2 separate regions of the Capra hircus genome follow, and region 2 is linked to region 1. A link is a contact called in public Hi-C data. All regions are on one chromosome and are shown on one strand. The core of a region is the stretch at or near the end of the contact, and the rest is flanking DNA. Distances in the headings are between cores, read along the strand shown.

Region 1 (3,826 bases), core at 521-3,020:
AGAGAGAGAGAAGAGTGAGTGACTGATGCCTTACTGTGACACAGGGCATTAGATGCAGTCTAGTTGTGTTTGGAAGTTGCATAATAAATATCAGAAAATTTCCCCAATGTAATAATCATGTAACGACCAAAAGCAGAAAGTGTTTTTAAAGTATGATCCCAATTTTGTATATATTTATACATTAAAGGTTTTTTAATTAAAAAATTACTGAATGTGTGAATAGTGAAAAACAAGTCCCTCAAGGAGGTTAATAATGTTAGCAATCTGCATCTTAAATGCAGAATAGATACAGTTAAATTATGCTTGTAAAAAGTTCTGATCGTCTTTTTATTTTTATGCAGGAGACAGTGTTTTACAAAATGACTTTTCTTCTGAAGCTCCCATCTCCTTGAATCTCTCTCGTAACATCTGCAATCCCACGTAAGTGTTTGGTATTCCAGCTTTTATAATATGTTTCAAGTACTGCTTTTTTGTTTTTTTCATTTTGTGTCTGTCTTCTTTGTTTTCAGTTCTGCAGGCTAAAAATAGGAAAACCTTTTAATGATATGAGAGAGTAGAATTAATTTTATTAATAATTCAAAGCATACAATCCTTCCAAGGTAACACATTCGTGCAGGAGCATCTCTGGTATCCCTGGTCCTTTCAGTGATACGGCTGTTAGAAGAATTCTCTGTCCTGAAAGGAGGAAGAACAGTAGTTATAATAAGAATGGGAGCCAGGTACTCTGCTGGGTCTTGAAATAAAACAGCATTGATGGGTCTTAGAAATGTGCAAGGACCTAGTAGAAGTCACATGTTTACAGCTTCACTGTGTGATGATTTCCACAGCGTCAGACAACATAAACAAGCCCATTTACTGAGCGGGGTGGGCGGGGTAGGGTATGTAAGGTGGATTGAGTTTCACAGTGAGGGGGCAGTTAGGTTTTAGGTGCCACAGGACAGGGGGATGTCACAGAAATGAAATTGGATGAGGAAGGCTCTACGTGAGCTCTTTCTGTTCGGGGTAGAGAATAAACACAGGGTAGAAGGTTGCTGCCAGCGGCAGTGGGGCCAACTGGAAACTGCGGACCATCTGAGTTACTTTAAACTTGCGCGGTTGCTGTTTATTAAAACACGACTTGGCTGGCTCTTAGGAACCTAATATTCTTCAGCCTTTTTTTGGGTGTATGCCTTCATGTCTACAGTATCTCTCTGTTTTGGTTGGGGAAGGATTTATGTCGAGCCCCAGTCAGAGTTGTTTGCAGACACTCAGCGGCTTCTCTTCACCTTGCTCTCCCCCAGTGACGTGAGCAGCCTCCCCACGCCTGCGGACGCTCCCTGCCCCAGCCTCCCCACTGGGCCTGCTGCTGCTGAAGATCAAGGTGAGGCCCGTGCCTCCTGCTCAGGTGTCCACGCCACCCTGCTGGCCGGGGAGCTTGAGGGCAGACGGAGCCGGCCTAGGGGTGAGGGCGGGACGAGGCCGCTGCCTCGGGCTCCTGAGCATTCCTGCCCTCTACCCTGGCGTTGCCGGGGCCCCTTCTGCTAGGACCCTGACCTCGTTCCTGGAGGGGCAAGGCGCAGGCGGCCTGTGGCCCCAGAGCGGGTGTGGGGGCCCCTCGATGGGGTCTGCCGCTGCCTGTAGGTCCCCTTCTCATCTGAGCGGGCGGAAAAGCAGGGAGCAGACCGAGGGTCCAGTGCCTCCGTTAGCCACGTCGACCACACCCACGTCTTTCCCTGCACGAGCTGAGGCCACGTGCTGAGCTCTGCGGCCCCTCTGAGCAGGGACAGCGGGGAAGGGTGGGGACAGTGGCCGGGGCGTGGACCTGGGGCTGGTGGGAAGGAAAGCCGCTCCGCCCAGGGTCTGTCCCAGAGGCCTCAACCCTCTTTCCTCCCCCCCCCCTCCTCCTCCCTCTCCCTCCTCCCCTCTCCTTCCCATCCCTTCTCGTGCCCTTGTCTCACGTCTCTTGTTTTCTCCTTGGGCCTCCGTCCTGCCTCGCCAGGTGCAGGCTACGTCTGCTGGTCACCCTCAGGGGCACCGTCTAGCTCTTGATTTTGTTCGTGTCCCTGGTGTAAGTTAAAGGCTGCCTGGCGCAGTGGAGTGTGTTAACTTTGAACGTAGGAGGGGGCTCCGTAAGGCTTTATGCTTACATTTTGGAGTGCTGTCCGATTATCACCAGAAATAAGTTATTTGTGAGTCCAATAAAAATAAGTGTTTTCTATGAAAAAAAAAACTTAAATTCAGTAATTCGCTGAGACAAGATTTGGAAAGGTTTAGGAGGTGCCCCTTTTTTCTTTGGGGTGATAGAGGGGAGAGAGGACTTAGCTCATGATGAGGAAAGAGAATCTGCATCAAAGCAGGCAGGCACCTCCCACTTTCTCCTGTGTGTCTCTGTCAGTTGGAGAATCTTTTCTCATCTGCTTGTCGTGTGTATGTTTCAAGTGTGTTGTTACCTCGTCTTTGTTAACAGTCTGCAGTTTACTTTTGCTGTTGCTCAGCCGTGTCCGACTCTTTGCAACCCCATGGACTGCAGCACGCCAGGCTTCCCTGTCCACCATCAGCTCGTGGAGCTTGCTCAAACGTGTGTCCCTTGCGTCGGTGATGCCACCCAACCATCTCATCCTCTGTCGTCCCCCTTCTCCTGCCTTCACTCTTTCCCAGCGTCAGGGTCATTTCCAGTGAGTCAGCTGTTTGCAGCAGGTGGCCAAAGTATTGGAGCTTGAGCTTCAGCATCAGTCCTTCCAGTGAATATTTAGGGTTGATTTCCTTTAGGATGGACTCAAGAGTCTTCTCCAGCACCACAGTCTGAAAGCATCAGTTCCTCAGCTCAGCCTTCTCTGTGGTCCACCTCTCACATTCGTACACAACTACTGGAAAAACCACAGCTTTGACTACACAGACCTTTGTCGGCAAAGTAACGTGTCTGCTTTTTAATATGCTGTCTAGGTTTGTCATAGCTTTTCTTCCAAGGAGCAAGCGTGTTTTAATTTCATGGCTGCAGTCATCATCTGCAGTGATTTTGGAGCCCAAGAACATAAAACCTGTCTCTGTTTCCATTTTTCCCCCATCTGTTTGCCATGAAGTGATGGGACCAGGTGCCATGATCTTAGTTTTTTGAATGTTGAATTAAGTTTGCTTATTTTTTGGTGACCTGTTAATCCCTACGTAGGCCCTTAAGCTCCTCAGAAACTGCCCTCCTTGTCCGCAGGGCCTGTGCCAAGCCCCTTCTTCCGCCCCACCCCTCACCCCCCATGCCAGCCTCTGCCCCCTGCCCCGCTGTCACATCCCGGCTGAGCCTTCTCCCCTGTGCTGCATAGACCCAGAGTCTGAGCGCGTCTCCTCTCAGCCACCGTCACTTCTCACCTGGGAAATCACCACAATCTCCTGACAAGCCTCTGCCTCCGCTCTCCCCTCCCCTCACTGTCTCCTCTTCTGTTTGTTCTTTTGAGGTGTAATTGATCCATGCAGTTTATTAGTTTCTGGCATATAAGCAATACAGTGATTCAATGTATGTGTGTGCATGCATGCTAAGTCACTTCAGTCGTGTCCATGGGATTCTCCAGGCAAGAACAGTGGAGTGGGTTGCCGTGCCTGCCTCCAGGTTTCAGTGTACGTACATTTTGCAAAACAGTCGCCACAGTGAGTGTAGTTAACATGTGTTGCCACCTCACTGTCTGTTTTTAGTACTGCAGCCAGAGGGTGGTGTTGGGTCTGAATCGGATCGCGTCACTGTGGAGACCGGTCAGGGGTCTGCAGTGCTCACCTGAGCTCAGCTCTGCCTGCCATGATTCTGTGGATGCTGCTAGAGGACAGGAGGCTTGGGTCAGAGGCACCAGATGCTTAGCACAAC
Region 2 (3,986 bases), core at 486-2,985, 110 kb after region 1:
ATCTTCCTGACCCAGGGATCCAATTTGCGTCTCTTATGTCTCCTGCATTGGCAGACGTATTCTTTACCCCTAGTGTCACCTAGGAAGCTCCTCTTATTTGCAGTGTTTACATTTTGCAGATAAGGAAAGCGTGATTCAGAGATGTTAAAGGAATATCAATAGCCTTGATGTAAGAGAAAACAACTAATGAGGTTGGATTTTTGTTTCCTCTCTGCAGCTAATGAGTTATGTGACCTTGACCAAGTTATTTAATTTCTCTGAACTATATTTCACAAAGGGAGTAAAAAAATTACTACCTCCCAGGGTAAGTTAGATAATGTACAAAAAGCACTTAATCACAACTGTAATAATATATAATAGTTACATATAAATTTATATATGGTATTTCATATATATTTTATAGTAATATAATAATTATTATGGAGTAACTATTATAGTATATTATTACACTATATCATAGTAATTATAGTTAATATGTTATATATAGTGATATATTATTAATGTATTGGTGAAGGTTACAGCATTAATTCATGAAGTTTCATCAAAAACTTCACTATATGGTCCCTTGTAAAAAGAGCCAGAAGCTTCCTGAACCTTATAAACATATTAAAAGCTCTAGTTCTGGTAGGTCCTGCATAATCTTAAATGCCAAAAGAAACAAGTTAAAAGTGCTGTGCTGCGCTTAGTCACTCAGCTATGTCTGACTCATCATGACCCCATGGACTGCAGACCGCCAGGCTCCTCTGTCCATGGGGATTCTCCAGGCAAGAATACTGGAGCGGATTGCCATGCCCTCCTCCAGGGAATCTTCCCAACTCAGGGATCGAACCCAGGTCTCCTGCATTGCAGGTAGATTCTTTACCATTTGCGCCACCAGGGAAGCCCAAGTTTAAAGTTAGGTTATATGTTAAAAACAAGTTGGGTTATTTTTGGATGACAAGGCTGTTTAGGTCAGCTTTTATGGAAACATGTCCATCAAATTTCATACCAAAGATGTTAACCTGAATGGTTTTTGGATACAGTTCATGCAAACCACAGTGAAAAAGCTGGCAACCAGTGCTGGAGTCAGCTACAGGTGCTCTGGGAACTATTTCCAGCCCCAATGTTTGCGGATGTCACCAAGGGCTCCTGAGATGGCCGAGTTCTGATGACGGCTCTGGCAGTGAGCCTCCAAGAAGGTACACAGAGCAAGGGGTAAAGCCAAAGCATCGGCATGGGAATGGTCAGCCTCACACGCCGGATCTTACCTGAGCCAAAGACTGTCATCAGAGACACACAGGGTCTCTCCACCTGTTCCTTTGGGGCCATGCAATAACCGTAGATGGACTATGATGGGCAAAGGAGTAGAGAAGATTCTGGAGGCCAGGTGCATCTTTGTGCTAACCCAGAAGAGTTCCTTTGGGAACCCAAATCTGTGCTTGACCACTGAAGGCATCCTTAGGCTCCCGGCTTTGTCACAATGGGCCACCCTAAGGGATGCAACGCTCACAGTCACCTGGTTACCTCCAAAGTATCCTCAGGACCACAGAGCGCATCTGAGTAGACATTGAGCAGTGCAGCTGTGTGGCAGGACACAGTACCAGCGCCTCGGGGAGAAGGGAGTGACTGCGGGAGCCCAGTTCTGGGGGGGAGAGCACAGTCAAAAGCAAGGTCCCTGGAGAGGCGTCCTGGGCAGTACAGCTTGTGCAGTGAGCATCGGGGAACACCTGGGAAGGCCACTCCCGCCGGCCAACAGCTGTAGCCAGCCGTCAGGCTCAGAACTGCCAGCAGCAGCAAGTCCTCCAAGGGGGCCCTGAGTGCTCATGGCCGGTGCAGCCAGTGCGTGAATCTCCACAGTGATGGAGGCAGCGGCAGCTTCAGCTTCCATATGAGCAACTCCGTCAGACACGAGGACAGGTCCTTTCTAGCATGAGGGACCTCAAAAATCACCAAATAAAAATGGCAGAGGAGTGGTGGGATACCGTTCAAGTCAGTTGGCTGATGTGGTGTTTCCTTTCAAAGGGGATTTCTTTCTAAGTAAATCCACATCTGTGTCTTTGTGAAAACAGAACTCATACAACCTCAGAGGTAATTATCAGTTATAAAGGAAGGATGGAACAGGGCTACAAACCCTTTCCTTAAGAATCCAGATTTCTCATGCGCAATATCATATATGAAATGAGCCGCCAGTCCAGGTTTGATGCATGATACTGGATGCTTGGGGCTGGTGCATCCCAGAAGGATGGTACGGGGAGGGAAGAGGGAGGGGGGTTCAGGATGGGGAACACGTGTATACCTGTGGTGGATACATGTTGATGTATGGCAAAACCAATACAATATTGTAAAGTAATTAACCTCCTATTAAAAATAAATGGATTTATATTAAAAAAAGATCCAGGTTTCTTTTTAAGGACTCTAGAAATTCTATGCTAGCTGTTTCCATTTTGAAGATAAGGACACCATATATTTAAGGGGCTTTTTCTTTGATATGAGAGAGAATAACTGATGAGGTTCAATCCTACTCTCCTTCATTGAAGAAAATTCGTCCAAGTGGAATACAGAGGGTGTTCATTCTAATTGACAAGACAGAGGTGACATGACAGCCCATGGGTGCATCTGCTTAAGAAACAAACGAAAATCTCCCAAGATTCCCCTTTCTAAATAAAATGGCCAAAATTAACTTAGATTTACATATTAGAGGAAACTTAGAGGAGTTCATTTCAGTCCCGTGCTATGTAGGAAAGAATTTTTACGATGGGTGGAAAGAAAATAAAATACTTGTCTAAGCCAGCACTTCATTTGTCACAGGCAAGTTTTCTGATACAATGACCAGTCTGAGACCCCGGGCCGTGGAGAGCGTGAACTGCGGGCCCTTCTCCTCTCCAGCACCTCCCCACCCAGCCCATTCTCAGGCCTGCATCGCTGGTTCTCAGAGTGCCATCCCTGGACCAGTAACGTCTGTACCACTTGGGAACTCGTTCCACGTGCAAGTTATTTGGCCTACATGGAGTGAAAAAACTCTGGGGGTGGGACCTGGGCATCTCATTTAACTCTGGGGGTGGGACCTGGGCGTCTCATTTAACGACTCCCCCAGCTGATTCTGCTGCACCCAGACTGTGAGCAGCTCTGCTCTCAGCATGGCAGCGCCTGTCTCAGGTCCAACAAGCCCAGGCCATGACTGAGGCCATGAGATGGGGAGGTTCCAGTGGGCGTGCTAGGTGGGAGGGGTCTGTGACAACAGGATCCTGCTCCATGTGGAAAAGGTCAGCTCAGGGTCTGCTTTACCACGCTCCCCCGTCCCCCCTGGGGACAGAAACCATCCATGCCAAGAGAGTTTAATGCTGATGAAGCCAAGTCAGACAGCCTCAGCCTTTCGTTTCTGCCGTTCCTAATCCTCCTGTCCTGGGCCATTGGCAGAAAATAGTTCATGCCCCAAAGGAAAGTAGGCTCACTTAAGCCTGGGTTTCTCAGCCTTGGCACCATTGGTGTTTCTGTCATGAGGAGCTATTCTTGCGTGTGGAGTGGCATCCCTGGCCTCTACCGCTACATGCCAGTAGCCGCTCCCCTCACCGCTTCCCTCCTGCTAAGGCGTGACAATCACAAATGTTTCCAGATGTTGCTCAGAGTCTCCCGGGGGCAAAACTGCACGGGGCTGAGAGCCACTGACTTAAACCAAACCATCTCCGTCAAAGCGGTAACAGAAGAGGGATGCGTGGGCAAGAGGAGCGGCTTCCAGCGGCCCCCGGGGGCGACTCACGTTGTAGGAGCGGCCGTGCCTCTGTCTCCACTGCGCCAGCGCTACCTGGGCAACGACCAGGGCGCAGAGGAAGACCCAGATCATCTCCACGTGCATGGCCTCGTGTCCCCGGTGCATCTCGTACGTCCTCTCCTGCTGCAGGCTGCAACCGGCAAAGAAGTCAGCTGCATAAGCCCTCAGCTCTTGGACAGTTAGCAAGACAAGAAAAGTAGGCAGGACTCATGAGAAGCGATTGGGAATTTCAAACTGG

The links. Hi-C and Micro-C count contacts between places; a contact is called where the count stands out from the background.
Region 2: a contact with region 1 is called in a Hi-C map of blood, with 2.3 times the contacts expected there. The contact joins two enhancer-like sites. A contact is called at or near these places in 2 of 5 Hi-C or Micro-C datasets (both in blood).

What each region holds. Positions count from the first base shown.
Region 1 is chr17:66,809,836-66,813,661 of ARS1.2, forward strand. KIAA0922 (transmembrane protein 131-like) reads left to right here. Exons shown (of 35, transcript XM_018061620.1): 30 at 342-420; 31 at 1,281-1,360. Among named protein-coding and RNA genes, the nearest start is that of TRNAC-GCA, 6.3 kb to the right of the region's middle. Within about 2 kb of position 1,771, at least 1 of the 5 cell types and tissues checked has an H3K27ac peak or open chromatin away from gene starts, as enhancers often do.
Region 2 is chr17:66,919,691-66,923,676 of ARS1.2, forward strand. It overlaps RNF175 (RING finger protein 175), which reads right to left. Exons shown (of 9, transcript XM_018061623.1): 3 at 3,737-3,878. Among named protein-coding and RNA genes, the nearest start is that of RNF175, 15 kb to the right of the region's middle. Within about 2 kb of position 1,736, at least 1 of the 5 cell types and tissues checked has an H3K27ac peak or open chromatin away from gene starts, as enhancers often do.